Linked DNA regions of Mus musculus: region 1 is linked to region 2. Evidence: chromatin contacts called from public HiChIP or PLAC-seq data. All regions are on one chromosome and are shown on one strand. The core of a region is the stretch at or near the end of the contact, and the rest is flanking DNA. Distances in the headings are between cores, read along the strand shown.

Region 1 (4,235 bases), core at 1,408-3,907, 640 kb before region 2:
ATACACCATCTTGTGAGCCCCACTGGTAAACATGGTGGCTTTCTCTGCCCCCAACTCAAAAGCTCTAATTTTTCTTTTCATCTTTGTCATCTCCCTCCACACAGTTGTTGCTGGGACTGACAGCTTGCCTATCTTGTTTTTCTTTCATATTCTAAAAGCTCCCTTCTGGGTTCATCTTTAAGTTCTTTGTTAAAAGTGAACCAACCCAGAAAAGATCCCAGAAAGTGAACCTGATTTTCTTGGTAACAAACTAATCAGAATAAGCATAAATAATTCATATACTCCACTTAAAATATAAAACCATCAAGTTTAAGACATTGCAGTTACAGCCTTGTAATTTTAACAACAGGTTAAGTCAGCTAATAGAAAAACAAATACTAGACAAACCTTGTTCAAAAAACCCTTGTTAGAAGTACTTAGTCATTATAGTACATAGATTTAACTCTACTTCAATAGTTACTCTTTAGTGTAAAACTTAACACACACACACACTCTCTCTCTCTCACCCTCCCCCACAGAGAGAGAGAGGGGGGGGGGAATACAATAAGCTAAAATAAGCAGGATAGAAAATAGAAAATTTGAAACATCAAATTACTATATTTGATGATATATTTATGGAACATGGTATCTAACATTTGGCAAACATGTTTCCCAAGTACAAAGCAACATTTATGAAAACGATTTCTCTCTTGGCATTAAGCTTACCTCAACACATTTTGATCAATTAACATTATACAGACTGTAGTCTGTGAACACAATAAAATTACCCTCAATGCTTTACTGAAGAGAACCTGCAAAACTCCTTATTTTTGAGTGAAGTAACCCAATCACAAAAGAACTCACACAATATGTACTCACTGATAAGTGGATAATAGCCCAGAAACTTAGAATACCCAAGATATAAGATACAATTTGCTAAACGCATGAAACTCAAGAAGAACGAAGACCAAAGTGTGGACACTTTGCCCCTTCCTAGAATAGGAAACAAAACACCCATGGAAGGAGTTACAGAGACAAAGTTTGGAGCTGTGACGAAAGGATGGACCATCTAGAGACTGCCATATCCGGGGATCCATCCCATAATCAGCTTCCAAACGCTGACACCATTGCATACACTAGCAAGATTTTGCTGAAAGGACCCAGATATGGCTGTCTCTTGTGAGGCTATGCCTGGGCCTGGCAAACACAGAAGTGGATGCTCACAGGGCCCCCAATGGAGGAGCTAGAGAAAGTACCCAAGGAGCTGAAGGGATCTGCAACCCTATAGGTGGAACAACAATATGAACTAACCAATACCCCCTAGAGCTCGTGTCTCTAGCTGAAAATATGAATCAGAAGATGGCCTAGTCAGACATCAGTGGAAAGAGAAGCCCATTGGTCATGCAAACTTTATATGCCCCAGTACAGGGGAATGCCTGGGCCAAGAAGTGGGAGTGGGTGGGTGGCGGAGGGTGTGGGGAACTTTTGGGATAGCATTGGAAATGTAAATGAAATAAATACCCAATAGAAAGAAAGAAATTTAAAAGACATTTCTACAATAGTTACTTCTTAGTCAAAAATTTAATAAAGGAACAATTCCAATCTTATGCACTACAGGCACTATATAGAGTGATAGAGTGGAGATGGCACTTCAGGAAAGCATACTGTTTAACTTACTAGTGTTTGGGAGGAAGCCATGGCCAGAAACCAAGACTGCAGATAATAAAGCAGGAAAAGCTCTGGAGAGTAGGGCACAAGAGCAGGAATGAGCAAAATGATAGGAGATGACCAACAAGGCCAAACAACAGATGAACGTCTAGCAAAAGGGGAAAAAAAGGATAAAAAAAGTAAGATATTTGCCATAAAAAGGGCAACATAACTATGATGCTGAGCAGAGTAACAGACAGCCATGCAAGCTAAGCCAGTTTGCAGAGTCAGGAGCCTCCAACTTCTGTACCAAAACAAAACAAAACAAAACAAAACTCTATCCTGGCTATTTCACTCCTGAGAAAGTCTCTTTCTTTCTTCCTTTCTTCCTTTCTTTCTTTCTTTCTTTCTTTCTTTCTTTCTTTCTTTCTTTCTCTCTCTCTCTCTCTCTCTCTCTTTCTTTCTTTCTTTCTTTCTTTCTTAAATTCAACAGGCAATTTTTATTAAAAATTGTTCATAAAACACTAAGGCTGAGCAAAATATGTATTCAAGAGTAGAGATGATTCAATATCTTTTTTTCAATTTTTATTAGATATTTTCTTCATTTACATTTCAAATGCTATCCCAAAAGCCCCCTATTGCCCCGCCCCCCGCCCTGCTCCCCTACCCACCCAGTCCTGCTTCTTGGCCGTGGCTGCACATGTAGGAGAAAGTATTTCTTATTTTGTTCAGCATAGCTTTAGATAAAGGATATCCTCTCATCTCCTCCCTAAACATAACATTAATTTTCCTCATATGAGTTCTAATCTGTTCTAAAACTATAATGTAAATATGTTACAGTAAAAAGCCTTATAGTATTGCTTCCTTTCCCTACACGTTTGCTATCGAGAAAGAAATCAAATCTTCCTGTCTCAACTTCATATGCTTCGAAAATGACCTATGAACTTTGCTCCATCCCTATTGCTGCCTTTGAAACCAAGCAATCGAAGCAGGAAAGACGAAGAAGCACAGTTCTCATAACTTCCTTATTCTTCACACAAAAAGCTGCTTTATCAACTACCACGTAGGAGTTATATAATTGTAATGGCTTTGGCCTTCCAAACTCTCCTCCCACACCATTTAAACTACTCAGCAGGTGGTGTGGGAGGATAAACTCAAGTTTGCAATAGTTGGTCAATAATGTAATCATAAGGAACCAAAGATGACTTTAAGTGTATAACAGGAAACATGGCTTTAATGTTTTCCTTTTTAAATTGATTTAGTCTGGGACGGGCCTTTTGTATGTTTACACAAGGAGCAGCTCATGTTGAACCATTTAGTGTTCACTGCTGAATAGGCAATCGTGGGAATTCAATGTAAAGTAGCAAAATTTATTCACTTATAGCTCAACTGAGAGCTATAAAGTGCTAAACAATCCAGAAAATAGGAACGTAAAACCAAGTATAACTTTCATATCTTGAATAAATTAAATGTCTACACATTTATCACAAAGTCTCTACGAAAGAAAGACAGTAATTTGGAAAGTAAATATGGCAGGAGATAAAATGGCTGACTGTCAGACTGGGTACTTGGATGAGTCCTTCAGAGCAAGATTGTCTTCAGCTGCAGGAAAACAGCTGAGACGACTGGAGAAAATATTAGACTCCCAAGTGGACAGAGTCTGATCCAGGAGGACTCAGCTAGGTATCAGCAACATCACTCCCCCTTCCCTTTCTCTGATGTAAGCGTTTAAGATTATGACAGAGTCTGTAAATATGGAGTCTTGAAAATAATTTATTGTTGCAAGTTAACTGGCTAACTAGATTCTATATTGAGAAAAAAAAATATAGTGGAGGCATTTGTAAACACAAATTACAACCTAATTAACTGGACTGAAAGTATTCTAGGCAGTCCAAATTGCAATACATTTTAATAAAGACAATTCCTTTCCTATCTTTTTTTAAAAATTGGATATTTTCCTTATTTACATTTCAAATGTTATCTCCTTTCCGGGTTTCCCTCCTTCCTGGAAATATCCTATCACATCATCCCTCCCCGCCCTCGATTCCCCTACACTGGGGATTCTATCAAGTCTGCAGAGTTCCAAGGACCTCTCCTCCCATTAGTGCATGACAAGGCCATTCTCTGCTATATATGCAGCAAGAGCCATGTGTACTCCTTTGTTGATTTAGAACAGTTATAAATTAACAGTATCACTTTTAAAGCTCTCAGGCCATTTTCCATTCACACAGACTTGTTAGAAGATAAGAGTACAATACATACACAATTAAGACCCTATTATTGAATAACTAAACACCTACGTCACATTTTATGTTAATAAGTGGGATACACATCATCTTTAATGTTGGCTGCAGAGAATCTACCCACATGAATATTACAACATTAAGTCCGTAGCTACAATTAAATATTAATAGTGTTTCAGTCAGTGAAACTATATATAATTTATGATCTTTCTTATTCATGCCCCCAAATAAGCCACCCTAAATCCAAGGCAGTTTATCACTTCATGTTCTTTAATGTGGTATCTCAAAATAAATGAGTATATAATTATCACAATGTTTTATCAAAGGCACGGATACAGTGTGGATAAGCTTGACTTGCCAGTGGTG
Region 2 (4,137 bases), core at 1,391-3,890:
TCTTTATCATGAAGAGTTACTAGGTTAAATGAGATAACTCATGTAAAGTTCTCCAGGAGAATTGCCCACACATACTGATTTTCTCTTTATTATTTTAGAAGTTCTTTGGAAACATAGAACATATATGGATTTGTTAGAGATATGTGGTTTTATATTGAGAATACTTAAAAAGGCAACATTCCAAGAGGATATTGAGAGTTGAGTAATTAGATAATAGTCCAGGCAAAGATTATGTAAGCCATGTTAAGATACTTACAGTTCAGAAATGATGGAGAGAGACTGGTGAAGACATGAGGGCAGGGACGGTCACAGCCTAGGAGAGCCACTGACTAGCGTGTGAGGGGAGGAAGGAGTCTGGAGGCTGAAAGGCAGGTTACTGGGTCATCAGGTACTATGTCAGCTTTGTGTTGTGACAATGGTAACAGCTGTTATGTCATTATTAGTAATAATTGTGGACAATTCTTACTGATGATATACCACATACCAGGTGTTCCTATGTTAATCTCAGTTTGATGGCTGTTATTGCTTTCCAGTAGCCTCTGGGAGCTTGTCAGAAATATGAGTTCATCTCTGGTCGAGAATCTTAAATTCTCAGGGTGAATTTGTTGGTGTGCATTGAAACAAGAAAATTCTGTTGCATGGTAAAAATTTAAGAACTCTTCTTATGTATATTTTTATATACTAGTGAGAAAACCATGTTTATTAGTGCCTTAATAGTGTTACTATTAATTATCTGTTTTTTAAAAATATATTAATAAGTTTAATAAGTTTCTGATCCGCAAACTCCATAACTATTATCTTGTTGTATAGAAGGCAGAGTAATTTGATGGCTGAGAACATAGGCTTTGGAGTTAGACTGTCTGGATTCACTTTACAACTCTGTCCTGTATTTACAGAGTTTGTAAGAACATTACTTAAACTTCTGATCCTTTAATTTTCTTGTGGAATAGAAAATGGAGAAATATTTCCTCCTGGGATTCTGGTGAAAATGAAAGAGATGGTTCTTTTTAGGGTATTTAGTACTTCGCCTTGTAAATCAATGTGCTATATACATATTGTTTAAACATACATAATGAAAAATTAGAAAAAATTAGAAATACCTTAAAGATGGAAATATCCGATCAGTGCTTCTTTGGGCCTTAACCTCATGCTCTCTCTTTCTCTTCCTCTTTTCTGGAATGGTCCCTCCTACCCTTCCGTCTGCCCCACCCTCCTTGTCTTTCTCATGGAACCACCCAGATGCAGGTGCCTATGGCTGCAGCTCCTCTTACTTCTCCTTGAGTAGACTTTGGCTCTTTTTTCCCCACTGCTGTCCTGCAACTGTCCATAGAAGATCTGTTTGCCACCCTTGCCTCTTTTGACTTCTTTGATGTCTCATTTCTTGATTTCCCCCACCCCCATGGCTGTCGATCTTGAGTCCTGTACTCATTTTTAGTTCCTGTCTAGATAATTATTTTCTATATTGTTGAGACACTTAAAATCTAATATTCACACATTTGTTTCAAGCTTTAATTCAGTATCTTCCATTGTTTTTCATACTACCAGTTGCCAAATTCAAGAGTCTGGAAAATAGCTTTTGTCTAATCTTCCAGTTTTATTAGTCAAGTTCTATTGACATTTTCTTCCTGCCCAGTCCCCATAGCTAGAGATAATTCAGACTTCCATTACTCAGTACTTACTAAATGCATTACTCTTCTAGGAGTTCTTTATTCCCATTTTTCGGACTTAGTATTTTTCCCTCTGCATTTCTACATCACTCTAAATAGTAGTCCTCCATTTTGTCTTCTCCAGAGTCAATTTCACAACACTGCTAGATTTATCATCCTAAGTCACACAGATCATCCTGTTCCCTTCAAAACCTCTCCATCAGGAAGCAGTTTTACAAGTGTGAGGCTAGTTAGTAGTCAGATTCTTAAGAGTGTTATAGAAGGCCTTTGGCTCTGAGTATCTTTCTGTTTCCGTGCCTTTCGTTTTAGCCACACTTTATTTGTATGTGCTTCTAGGTATTTATCTTTGCCCCCTTTCTGCTCAGTGTTACGTTGTTACTTACAGTTTCTTCCATCTCTCCTCTAAACAGTCTCCATTGAGAACATCCTGAGCTTTCCCACCACCCAGTAAACCCCAAGCTCAGACATTTCATTATATTTGGGTGACTTTTCTAATTATGAGTTTATTGACACAGATGTACAGCAGCTAGTGCATTTTTTTTTGTAAAGGAAATGCAATGTTTTGTGACATGCAGGTATTAATGAAGTTAACGCTCTTGTATAAAATGGGAGTATTTCGATTTTCTTTGCACATGTAGTAACTCAGAAGGGAGACATGTCTCTGTTCATTGTGGAGTACCACCTTCTGAGCACAGCGGCCAGAGTGTTCATCAGAGCAGCTAGCTGTGACTTCTTATAAGAGACCCCTGAGAGGAGGAGGAGGAGGAAGAGGAAGAAGAGTGGGCCATCAGACTCTCACCTGAGAGTCTGTCTACACTCTTCTGTACCTCCCAGCCACCATATGTCGTACTGCTCCAATTGCATGTGGCCTCATGGTATTGGGAGGTTTACAAGGGCAGGTCTCTGTCTGTCAGATGTGGAGAAGTGGATATACATCATGCAGTGAGTATTTTTCATAGTCAGGCTTCTATGTATAACCCACCCTGACTCATGCCCAATAAACTTATTGGCTTCCCAACTTGGACTTTGGTGCATCCTACTTAAGTTATGGTGGATGACCTATAAGGGACAGGGACTCAATTATTCACATGTCTTCAGGGAAAGAGTTCTTACAATGATGGGGTAAGTCAATGAATGTGGTACTGTACACCTGGAACCCTAGCACCCAGGAGGTAGAGGCAGGAGGACCAGAGTTCAAGGCTATTTTAGATACATAGAAAGTTTGAAGCCTGGGCTACATGAAGCCCTGTTGTGCATGTTCGTGTGTGTAGGTTTCCATAATGGAACTGAAGGGAAGAGGGGCAGTATCAGCTTCATCAGTTTACAGCTGCCATGTGTTCAGCCCTGACTCAGGCCACGCATGAATGAAATCAAAAGAAACGAGAGAAGGGACCAGTGTTGCACTTTTCTTTTTCCCTGACAAAATGTTTCTTTTATTCACTTTATACTCATAATTCATCATATTTTATTTTTAGCCTAGTTTGGTTTTGAGAAATAAAATGGAAATCCTTTAGGTTAGCATCTGAAATGCTAATTTTAAACTTTACTATGGCACTTGTCCAGTAGAATCTGTTAAAAATTTTCCTGTAGGTCAGATCTAAGTTGAAAAGAATGAGGTAACTTTAATATGAACCCAGATTGTAATACAGTCTTTCTCTCCAGTGAGTTGGCAATTCACTATTCCATTTGTATTTTGAATTGGGGAAGCTGAGTTAATATGGATGTTTGCCAATGACAACAAATACTGGCAAGATAGTCCTGTTCTCTGGGCCTAATTATGTGGTTTTATTATAACATTTTTCACATAGTTGTTGGTACTTACTAGTCTTTCAAGGTGGATTGACTTGTTTGTCAATGACTCATATAAATTTTATTCTTTCTGAAGTTAAATCATTTCCTGCCAAGTCTTCTATCTTCCTAAGAAAGCCAGCTAACGTGTGTGTTTATGAATGTATATGTGTATATACATATAATATTCATTTTATTTAGCTATCCAGTTCCATCTCTTTGTAAGATTTTATATATTTTAAGTCCCCCCTGAGAAAGGCTAAGATGTAGGTATAGTGATTTATTCATTATTTATTCATTTGTCTTTTAGTGCTGGGTATCAAACTCAGAGCATTGGGCTTGTGAGGCAAACAGCTTACTACTGCTGAGTTACCCTCCCAGCCCTGTCTCATTTGTAAGTGCTTTTTCCTCACAGTGTTTTAGACATTGAGATATAACAATAAATGAAATGCATCCAGCCTTTTGCAAGGTACTTATATAACAAAAGTATTAAGTTGTATATGCACAAATTTTAAAATGATGATAAGGTTTATAACTGTAAGAGGGACACAGGATGACAAATGTGTTTGTGTTATTACATGTACACAGAGAGGTTGAGAAAGGCTATTTTGATAAGGTGGTTGTTAGGGTTAGTACAGATAAAGGAGGGAAATAAACAAATAAATAAATAAACCATGCAGAT

Evidence for each region. HiChIP or PLAC-seq counts read pairs in DNA pulled down with a chosen protein or histone mark.
Region 1: a FOXA1 HiChIP or PLAC-seq map of pancreatic cancer cells shows a contact between it and region 2. The contact joins two enhancer-like sites. A contact is called at or near these places in 1 of 39 promoter capture datasets (cranial neural crest) and 1 of 115 datasets of contacts at active chromatin or transcription factors (pancreatic cancer cells).

What each region holds. Positions count from the first base shown.
Region 1 is chr15:35,662,698-35,666,932 of GRCm38.p6, reverse strand. The region is part of intron 30 of Vps13b (vacuolar protein sorting 13B); the gene reads right to left. Among named protein-coding and RNA genes, the nearest start is that of Mir875, 3.8 kb to the right of the region's middle. Within about 2 kb of position 2,657, at least 13 of the 459 cell types and tissues checked have an H3K27ac peak or open chromatin away from gene starts, as enhancers often do. A contact at or near this core is called in pancreatic cancer cells, where this site is marked.
Region 2 is chr15:35,020,259-35,024,395 of GRCm38.p6, reverse strand. The region is part of intron 6 of Stk3 (serine/threonine kinase 3); the gene reads left to right. Among named protein-coding and RNA genes, the nearest start is that of Gm52204, 110 kb to the right of the region's middle. Within about 2 kb of position 2,640, at least 37 of the 459 cell types and tissues checked have an H3K27ac peak or open chromatin away from gene starts, as enhancers often do. A contact at or near this core is called in pancreatic cancer cells, where this site is marked.